2 separate regions of the Sus scrofa genome follow, and region 1 is linked to region 2. The links are chromatin contacts, called in public HiChIP or PLAC-seq maps. All regions are on one chromosome and are shown on one strand. The core of a region is the stretch at or near the end of the contact, and the rest is flanking DNA. Distances in the headings are between cores, read along the strand shown.

What was found. HiChIP or PLAC-seq counts read pairs in DNA pulled down with a chosen protein or histone mark.
Region 1: a contact with region 2 is called in an H3K27ac HiChIP or PLAC-seq map of skeletal muscle, with 4 times the contacts expected there. The contact joins two enhancer-like sites. A contact is called at or near these places in 2 of 47 Hi-C or Micro-C datasets (heart right ventricle and skeletal muscle) and 1 of 2 datasets of contacts at active chromatin or transcription factors (skeletal muscle).

What each region holds. Positions count from the first base shown.
Region 1 is chr15:128,191,944-128,197,578 of Sscrofa11.1, reverse strand. It overlaps LOC106506385 (a long non-coding RNA gene), which reads left to right. Exons shown (of 4, transcript XR_001301650.2): 2 at 3,460-3,552; 3 at 4,152-4,352. Among named protein-coding and RNA genes, the nearest start is that of IRS1, 110 kb to the left of the region's middle. Within about 2 kb of position 2,443, at least 1 of the 83 cell types and tissues checked has an H3K27ac peak or open chromatin away from gene starts, as enhancers often do. A contact at or near this core is called in skeletal muscle, where this site is marked.
Region 2 is chr15:127,964,404-127,969,587 of Sscrofa11.1, reverse strand. No RefSeq gene overlaps it. Among named protein-coding and RNA genes, the nearest start is that of IRS1, 340 kb to the left of the region's middle. Within about 2 kb of position 3,172, at least 2 of the 83 cell types and tissues checked have an H3K27ac peak or open chromatin away from gene starts, as enhancers often do. A contact at or near this core is called in skeletal muscle, where this site is marked.

The sequences.
Region 1 (5,635 bases), core at 1,194-3,693, 230 kb before region 2:
CAGGTGTTGTTGGAGAAAGATTGATGATTATTTCTTGGCCAAACATTAGCTGTGATGAAAAGTGCTAACTTCTCAGCAAGTTGATCTGTCACCTTCTGTCATTCATTTCTGGATTAGGGGTTCCTGAACTTTTATCTGTGTTGGAGAACTGTCTAACTCCTTTCCAAACCACATCTTAGAAAAACAAAACAAAACACAACAAGGCAATAAAACAGAGAAAGGAAGATGTGCTCGGTGTGGGAAAATGCTTGACGACACAGGCTTCAACTTGCAACCAAGTCCTTCCCTATGTGGCTGTAACTCACTTATTTGGAGCTTGAAAAATGTACTCCATGGAAGTGCTGTTGTAATTTGCCAGTTTCCAAGATCACACTCTAGTAGCCTCTTTTACCCATCATGGAGTCAGTGATGGTGTGTTTGCAGCAAAAAATATTAGAAAAGACTTCTGTTGTACTTGTTGTTAATGGAAACCCAGATCAAAATATGAGTATTCATTATTTGATGCCACTCTCCAAAAATATGTTTGAAGTTTGAAAAGTTAAAAAAAAAAACAACTTTTGGTTTTGCTTTGTTCTGAAGTGTCGACTGCTCAAAAAAAAAGCAGATTAAACTTAGAAGTATTGGGAGACTTCTGGGAACATTCTGAAGAGTTATTTGGGATATGCTGGACTTATTGTTAAGGGTGTTTGCAGTTATTAACCCCCGTCCTATTTTCACTTCAGATATTTTATTTCAGATTGATAGCTTCCCTTTTCTTATTTATTTTTTTTTTTTTTTTTGTCTTTTTAGGGCTGCACCCACAGCATATGGAAGTTCCTAGGCTAGGGATTAAATTGGAGCTGTAGCCGCTGGCCTATGCCACAGCCACAGCAACACCAGGTCTGAGGCATGTCTGCAGCCTACATCACAGCTGGTGGCAATGCTGGATCCTTAACCCACTGAGAAAGGCCAGGGATCGAACCTGCATCCTCATGGATACTTGTCAGATTCACTTCTGCTGAGCCACGATGGGAACTTTGATGGCTTCCCTTTTCTTGACTGTGGGTTTATCAATCATATGGCTCTTGGAAACACTCATAGCCTTGTTTTGATTTGTGAGGAAGACAAAGAGAAGGAAGGAAAGAAAAATGGAGAGGGGGAAAGAGATTACTGCATGATGGACAGAAGTTGAAAGAGAGAAAAGGAAGACGTTCAGGTTTATGATGATGCTGGGGGGGCAGTTCACAGACTTGTGAGTAACAATGGTCTCCACTTACACAGACTTTCCTTCCAGGGCTGGGAACTGAACTAGATTATTTATATGAATTAGTTCATGGAATTCTCACAGCAGCCTTATGAGTAGGCTGTTTCCTCTATGCCTCACCTAGGGGAATCAACATTTAGAGATGAAACACTTCACTTAAGGCACTACCTCGGCTCCTTCCATGTAATAGATGAGTCTGGATATAAACGCCAGCCTCCTGACTGTCAAGCCCTGCCCTCACGTTACAACACACCCCAGACTGCAGTGAGAGGTGGCAAACAGCGGGTGTGGAGGGTCATGTTGCGTCTGAGCCCTTTGAGAAGGATGGAAGAGGTGCCTGAGAGGGTGTCAGATGGGTTCCTGGTACTTGTCACCAGGCCCGAGAGAGCTTAGGAAATGGGTTCTGAGCTGGAGGCAGAGAGATGGGATTGATCATGGGGCAACTGCTTGGCAGCGGGTATCAGAACATTCCTAAGCTAGAAGTTCCAAACCCAGGAATGCCTCTTTGCAAGTGAAAGCTCACTACCACCCTGGAAGCCGCTGAGACCACTTGCAAACTGAAATTGATGGCTGGATCCATTGTTGGGAAGGTGTTGGACGGTTTGTGGCTTTGTAGTGCTCACCTCTTCAAGGAATTTGCTTCAGAGAACATTCCCTCTGCTCTCAAAGGGTCAACTAGGCAAAATGTTATATTCATTCAAGCAATGGGCCTTTTCTGCATAGCTGCTACATGTGGTCAATCCTTCTGGTCCCCATAAATATTGGACAAACGCCTACTATGTCTGAGACACTCTTCCACGCCACAGAGTGTGATCAGCCCCGCGGACTGGACAACGCCTTCAAAAGGCTGAAGTTTAATTTACTTCATCTCTCATTTTAATACAGGCTCCTCTCTGCCCTTTACACCACAATCCTGGGGGGCACTAAAATACTGCTTAAAGGAAAGAGAGAACACTTTTTTGCAGTGTATTTATAACTTCCTCTCAATTTAGGGTTTGACATGGTTGAGGAGAAAACTAAATATAACCAGTGTTCGTATTTTCCCTCATGAGTCTATTGGGCATTGGAAAAAAAAAAAAGTCGAGAACACAAGCTTTGTGAAAAAGGCTCCCAGGATTAATGAGCAGTTGTATGTATCTCAGGGAAACAGTTTGTAACTAAAAATAGAGTCTCTTTAATTATAGCAACTCAGAGCATTTAATACCCAGATTGTACACTGGGCAGAAATAAATCCCCAAAGGGTGTATGACTAAGGAGGGATGGAGGGGCAGAGCTGAAGGGGTCACAAGAGCTATGCCCCCCCCCCCAATCCAAGGTTGCATTAATGCATGCCTGAGTTTCAGTCAAATATGCTGAGTGCATTCACATGAGAATTTCCTAGTCTCAAAGACAATTAGAAATCAGTTTGTAACGAAGCTAGAAGGAAAAACAGTGCAACATGGGCTATTTTTAGCACACTAAACCCAATTATTAAAAAAAAAAAGAGAGAATGAGTAAAAGATAAGGAAATATAAATGCTACAGGAAAAGGTAATATAAACTTCTTGGTGTGTAGCCATAGTTTACCAAAGAGGTGATTTGTCTAGAACACTAAAGACATTCGTTTAAGAATGGCCGTCTCTGTATTTTATTAGTATTTGTTAAATTCAGATGTCTAGAAAGCTGCTTTCTCAGATGAATTAGAACTCTTAAGATTTTGGTGGGGTTGCTAACTCATGCTGCGTGAACTGTCCTCCCCATTCCAGCCCAGCCAAGGTTCATGTGTTGAAGCCCTTACTTTCAAAGTGGCAGCCTTTGGAGGTGGGCCTTTGGGAGGTAATTAGATTTTGATGAGGTCATGTGGGTAGGGGCCTCACCATGGGGTTAGTGCCCTTATCAGAAGAGAAGGAGACACCAGAGTTTTGTCTCTCTCTCCACCATGTGAGGACATAAGAAGGAAGCCATCTGCAAGCCAGGAAGAGATCCCTGGTCAAGAACTGAATCAGCTGCACCTTGATCTTAGACTTTCTAGCCTCCAGGACTCTGTCGTGAGAAATAAATGTCTGCTGGTCAAACCATCCAGTCTGAGGCATTTTGTTACAGCAGCCATGCAGACTCATGCCTCATACAACCAACCCTGCCACTGGTGTGTTTAAAAAAAAATGCATGGCATGGTTATTGTTCAGTAGTCAAGGAATGACCAATTAAGCATTAAGCATGTTTTTCCCTTCCTCCTAGAGGATTGAAGTCTTCTGGAAATGTCGACAGGTAACGATATCCCCTAATACATGTTCCGATCCTCATCAGCCTTCACCCAAGAACATGTTTAAGGTATGTCCACAATGTGTAGATTTTAACTAAAAGGCAAGAGCTGAAGAACTGAGCATTTCTGTGGAAGTTTAATATTAAAAAGAAGCAGAGAGAGGCTGCCAGCATTTAAACTATTTAATGTCGCACCTTCGTTTGGAAGTAGTAATTGTTATTGTCTTAGCAATGGAAGACGACCTGGTTCTACATACACAGGTAAATGCATTAAGGAAAGAAAACTTCCCATACGGAAGGATTTTGAGCATGGTAATGCTTATTTATAATGTATTTGGTGAATTCCCTCCTTGCAAAAACAACAATCAGATTAACCTGAGGAATGGAAACCCAACAAAAAAAGGAAAAGAATAGAATCATTCTTCTAAACCCTTCATGCACTTTATCTCATGTTTCTTTGTATTTTGGGGTCAAATTATAGTGGCAGGTATAATAGCACCCTGTACTGATGGAGAAATGCAGAGAAGTTCAAGTGAAGGGATAATTTATTCCTCTCTGGTAGATGCTTCCTCAGAAACTTTAAAATAATAGCTTTCCACTTCTAGAGGACTTTGACCAACCATTCTTACATTCTGTTGATGCATTTTTGTTTGTTTGTTTTTGTACAGTGATGAAGGGTCCAGAGCTAAGGAAGAAATTCCACTGCTATTCTCAGATGTATATACCCAAACATGGGTAAAAACAAGGAAGCATTTATAGCACTGTGTATTGTTGAAGTCCTTTTGGTTAAAAATGGGACGAAACAAAACAAACCAAAACAAAACGAAAACATTTCGGGCAGCCTCCTTCCCCTGTTGCCGGCTCGTAAGGTAGGATTGGCTGATTTTTGTTGCTCTCTTCCCCAGCTTGTTTTAATGCAATATGCATAGTCTGAACGTGAACCAAAGGAAACTGCCACTTTTGCGGGTCAGAAATGCAAATATTGGCCATTTCTTATAGTCATGCTTAGAATGGATAGTTCTAGATTTATGTGGCACAGGTTGATTGTAAAACTGATCAAGAGTAGATGGCATTTTAAATGTTCTCTTCTCCCCATTCCTTCGTCTATTCGTATGATTAATGGACATTTCCACGTGCTACACTTTCCGTGGATGCACTCAGACTGTACTGGGACACCAAAAGGTTCCCAGGCTAGGGGTCGAATTGGAGCTGTAGCTGCCAGCCTATGCTACGGCCACAACAACACCAGAGCCAAGCCTCGCCTGCGACCTACACCACAGCTCATGGCAATACCGGATCCTTAACCCACAGATTGAGGCCAGGAATCCAACCCGCACCCTCATGGATACTAGTCAGATTTGTTTCTGCTGAGCCACGAAGGGAACTCCTGTAAGTTTTTGCCATCACAAGAATTAAGAGCCTGGAGCCTAGAGAAATAGGCCTTAGGCTACCTTTTATTCCCAGCGCAATCCACAGCTCTCTCCCACAAAAAAAAAAAGGTGACTAGAACTCTCGCTGTTACAGGAGCAACTTGAGATTGGCTTTTATTAAGGTCAATCATTTTCCAATGTCAGCAATGAATTATTTCCAAGACTTCTGAAACCTAATATCCACAGTGTCCTGACCCTATCGATGAGAATCCATGGTGTTGCCTAAGAGTCTGCAGGAACAAAAGGGTTAAACTCTGGGCTTTGGGGAACATTAAGAAGTCCACTTATCTGGGAAACCTCTTTCAATCTGGATTCAGACTGTAAGTTAAATTCAGTAGCTTTAAAAACCCTTCCAAAGGCTGCAGTCCCTTGGAGGAGGCTGGACAGAACCTCAGGGGTGAGATTGAAGAATAAAGACAGAGCTAGGGTGTCTGCAAAAGCCCAGCCACGAGTCTTGTCAAACAGGTGCTGGTATCTCAGAGGCTGCAATGAAAGTAAATGCTGTAGGGCTCTGCTTGGTAAAGACTGAAGAACTAAAATTGCCAGTTAAAGCAACTGCAGACTGAGCATCATTCGTAGCAGATGTGAAATGACCTGCTACAGAGAAACACCCCCAGGACCGCTCCTGGGAATAGGTCTTCAGGTGACAAAATTGGGACTATGGCAGCAGGAAAGGATACAGATGGGCTAGGCCAGGGACAGGCCCCTTACGCTTATCTGCC
Region 2 (5,184 bases), core at 1,923-4,422:
ATCGTTTGTTCTTTTTCTTTCTTGCATTTTCAGTCACCTTTTTTTCCTCTTAGGATATTCTTCTGAGAATAGATTGATGTTAGGACTCATTTGGTTCCAAAAGATATATGGTCGAATCTAAGATTTCTTAGGCAAAATGGGCCATGTATTGACTCATGCAAAGTATAGTGTGTAGGGCTGGCTTCAAGTGAGGCTTGAGTTAGATGCTTAAAAGATGGCATTTTCCGTTTTAGTCTCTGGACTCAGGTTCCACTTGGATCCATTCTCATGCAGGTTCCCTCTTTTAATATCAAAGTGACTGCCTAAGGATGCATTACAGTCGCAAGTGCAACTAAATAGAGCATCTTTTCCTAGAAGATCCGAAGTCCATGCTTCTCCTTATTTTGGATGGACTCCTGTGCACCGCTCTGAACTAGGCTAGTGGTTTGCATTTGCCAAATTGCCACTTTTGAGTGGAATTAGGGATATACTTGGCTAAGGGGTGATCGGAATGTAAATACTCAAATAATATTTGGGAGCTAGTATTAGAAAAAGGGGAAGTGCATGAAGAGCCTGAAAACAAACAAACATAAACATTACCACCACAGAAGGGGCATTTGGGTGTTCCTACCAGTGACAATTTAGGCTGTGGTATGAAGATTAAGTGTAGGTATCTTTGGAGGCACTCAAGCTTTTCTAATGCATGCACCTAATAGTCCTAGACTTTGGTTTACCAGAGTCATTGCTGCCTCTCTCTGAACAATGTGATTGTGGACACAACAATTTTCTCAGTCTGGTATCATAGCCTGAATAACGTGCTTCATGGCACATCAGCTTCCCTTTGTTCTCTCTTTCTTCACCTCTGCTATTTCTCTTCCTTTCCACTTTGAGGGGTGCCCTTCCTCGAGCTTTCTTATCACATTTAGTACTCAGATAATTCATACTGTGGTTTGTACTAGACTAGTGCAACTTGCATATAAGCCTTACAGGGTATGAACTTTTGAAGCTTGATCTTTATTAAGGAAAGTATTAGCAAACTGATTTCAATGGCAAGAAGTGTCATGGATACAGAGGCCTCTTCCTAGGGTCAGTGGAAATCTTTTGCCAAATACCCTAATGGCCTGGCAGTTAAGGATTTGATGTTGTCACTGTTGTGGCCCAGGTTCATTGCTCTGTTTTGCCTTGGATCTTAGGCCCAGGAATTTCCACATGTCATAGGCACAGCCAAAAAAAAAAAAAAAAAAATGCGCTTATGAAGCTCACATGTAAAGCCAGCCCAAATGGGGAAGAAAGAGGGTATTGGTTGAATGAGATTGGGCACAGATCACATTTTAGAGCATTCTAGAAATTTTCGTGTTGAGGTCATCCCTCTACCTTGGGGTCTGTCTAGGAAGGGTACTGAAATAATACTGTATTCTCCACTTTTTTGATTCAAAAAAAAAGATTTGGGTTGTCTTCCCTTAGAGAGCCAGGAAGTAATCAGTCTTATGAAGAAATATTTTAGAGCAGCATTTCTCAAATTCCAATGTGTATGCAAATCACCTGGGAATCTTGTTAAAATGCAGATTCTGTCTGTAGATCTGTGATTCTGCGTGTCTATTAGAAAAGCAGTGAGTGAAGCCAAGGCTGCTGCTGGTTCCCAGACTACATGTTGAATAGCAAATCTCTAGTAATTGTGCTGTCTGATATAGTAGTCACCAACCACATGTGAATAGTTAAATTTAATAAAATTAAATAGTTTCATATTTAGGTTCGCTAGCCACATTTTAAGTGCTCAGTCACTGCTCATGCCTGGTGCCTGCAGTATGGGACAATGTAGAATAAAACATTGCCATAATCTCGGAAACATCCATTGGACAACTTTGCTCTAGACGATGGAGAGTCCAACTCTAGAGCACATGGCTTCTTGAAATTTCAAGGTAGCACCATTTTCTGGAGAAGTGGCCTGTGTTTTCCAAAGGTGCAGAACCAAAAGGCTAGCACTCACTAAGCCATGGTGTAATCCAAAGTATAGGAGGAGTTTTCTAGCGACTCAGTGGACTAAAGATCTGGCATTGTCACCACTATGGCTCAGGTCACTGCTATGGCGTGGGTTTGATCCTTGGCCCAGGAACTTCCACATACAGGGGGTACAGCCAAAAAAACAAACAAACAAATGAAAAACAAAAAACAAAACCAAACAAAGTTAAAAAACCTTTTAAAAAATAATGTTTAGGGGATTTCTCAAGATATTTATTTGCCTGTTTGCACATAGATGTCCATCTTCACAATGCAGCAAGACACATGCATACAATTTAGCATTTAGCTTCAATTACCGGCTGTGGTTCTTGTTCTGGTATTCTTGATAAATGTTTTGATTAAATAATTTTAAAACTGTCTAGTAGCTCCTTATCTATTTAGAATTCTTTTTTTTTTTTGGTCTTTTTGCCTTTTCTAGGGCCGCTCCTGCGGCATATGGAGATTCCCAGGCTAGGGGTCTAATCAGAGCTGTAGCCACTGGCCTACACCAGAGCCACAGCAACACGGGATCCCAGCCGTGTCTGAAACCTACACCGAAGTTCACAGCAACGCTGGATCCTTAACCCACTGAGCAAGGGCAGGGACCGAACCCGCAACCTCATGGTTCCTAGTCGGATTCGTTAACCACTGAACCACGATGGGAACTCCTATTTAGAATTCTTATGTGGCAATGACATATATTGCAACACAGGTAAAAATTAAGAATTGAAAATGCTGTTAGTAGCCAAACAACAGCAGCAAACAAAAACTTAGCTATGATTCAACTAAACACACAACTGTAAAACACTCTTATGCATATGGCAATCCATTGGTCTTGGTGGTAAGGGAATAACCTGGTCTCTGTTCTCAAGGTAGGCTTATGAAGTTTGACCTTACACACAATTGGCTCCTCTTTCATTAGAGCTTATTAATTTCAATTTCTTAGAGGAGCAGGGTATACCAATGTCCCAGGTGACACTTAGCTCCTTCCAATTTAGCTCTGGAGCCCTTTTCCAGAGTATAAATGTCAGTACCTTACGCATGGCACTTGAGAATGCCTCCTGAGCACAGGAGGGCTTGTGTAATTCAGCCAATCCTCTTCTTTGGATTTGCTTCAATACAGACAGGACCTTTGTGGTGATAAGTGCATGGCACACTTCTCAACGCGTCTCCGTGACAGAGACGCAGTTTGGATTTTGGCGTCACTAGTTCTCTGGTTCTGTTCCTCCAGGGTCACATGAGTCTTTGGTATTTCTGTCTCCTGGGAGCTGGCATGACAAGTATACATTTGGCCTTAGTGTGTGGTTACATGAGATCACTGGTCCCCATGTGGACATGGGGTGAATTCTCTCAAGTTCCTGTAAGGATAAGTGCAGTGCATTTTGGCTACATGATAAGGTTAAGATGCTCAAGGAGATTCTCCCTCACACTGGCATAACTGAGTACTCAAGAAAGGGAGTTAGATCTACAAAATAGAAACAGACTCAGGAGCATAGAGAATAGACTTTTTGTTGCCAAGGGGGAAGGAGGAGGGCGTAGGATGGATGGGAATTTGGGGTAGGTAGATGCAAATTATTATAGTGAGAATGGATAAGCAATGAGGTCCTACGGTACAGCACAGGGAACTATATCCAATCTCTTGGGATAAAACATGATAGAAAGTAGTATGAGAAAAATCATGACTGGGTCATTAAGCTGTAAAGCAGAAATTGACACAACATTGTAAATCAACTCTACTTTAATAAAAATAAAATTCAAAAAAATAAAGGGTGTTGGAGATCAACCAGTGCTTCCCCCACTGAGACGTGGTCCAGCTGTGATTTGAATAATCACAGAGATGCGTGTTGGTAACTTGAGGGGGAGCAATAAATAGCATCTTTCTTCCCCTCCTGAGATTGGAATGAATGAAAAGATGGGCACTGGAGTCAGACTAATGGGGATAAAAATATCACTCTTATGATTTTCGATAAACTGCCAGACATTGGGTCTTAAGGGTTATAGAAGGTGGCTCCTGCTATGATTGCTAATGATATCCACCTCCTGGTCTCCTGGAATGAATGTCCATGTGTAATCCTCTCCCCCTGAGTGTGAGCAAGACCAAGTAACTTGCTTTAATGATAAAATATGACAAAGGTGATGATTCTGGATGTAAGATTATAGCTTCCACCTTGTCAGCAGGCTCTGTTTACTGCCTCTCTCCCTCCCTGGCTTTGATGAAGCAAACTGGAGACACTCTCCAAGTGACAAGAAATTGAGGGCTGCCTCTGGACAACAGTGAATGAATGTTGAAGCTCTCCATTCAATATTCCGCAAGAAACTGATTTTTATCAACAATTGTATGAGCTCTGAAACAAATATTTCTCCAGTTGGGACTTCAGATGAGACCTCAGCTCTGGCTGACACGTTGATTGCACCCTTACGAGAGATCCTGCAGCAGAGGGTCCAGATAAGTAGCCACATCAAGATTCCCAACCCACAGAAACTGTTGTGAGATAGTACATTGTTTTAAACTGCTAAGTTTGGGGCAATTTCCCCCCTAAGCAATAGATAACTAATACAGGTGTGTCTTCTGAGCAAGCTTGCTAATATTCCGCTCCTAAAGTAAATAAATATACCGATTTTCTCTCTGGAGCAACTACATACTTCATCCTCTATAGCTTCTAGAAAGAGAGAAGACAATCAGCCTTTGTTAGGCAGGTGGATTCCAAATAAGCTGAGGAAGAGAGAGGAGAGGTTCTTTTTACCAAACTTACCTCCTGAGAAGAGAAGGCTTCTCCTCCCCTGGGGAGGAGTGAGGGTTGAGAGAAGTCAGAACATTTAAGCTCTTTCTCTATGCAAATACAAGTGGACAAGCTTCCTTGTTTTAGGTGGTTACCTAGTAACCTGGTAAGTAACTCCACTTCTATAAGGAGGAATGAGTTGGAGCCATTGGCCATGGGTTTTTAGGAAAAGTCTCTCATGGGTGTGAAAGTAGAAAAAGAAAAGTATTTTGGTTTTGCAGTGAGAAAAATCTTCCTTTGCTGATTTGAAATCTCACATTTTATTTTCTTGTCCTAGATTGATGCCTTAGGTTAAATGAAAGGGTTAAGCCCTTTCTCAGGAGCCAGATCTTAGTAATGGAAAGATGTGTTAAGATTCATCTCTGCTTTAACGTGACTGAAAGTCTAGCAGGGAGATATATTTGAAAGCAAACAACTAGAACACACC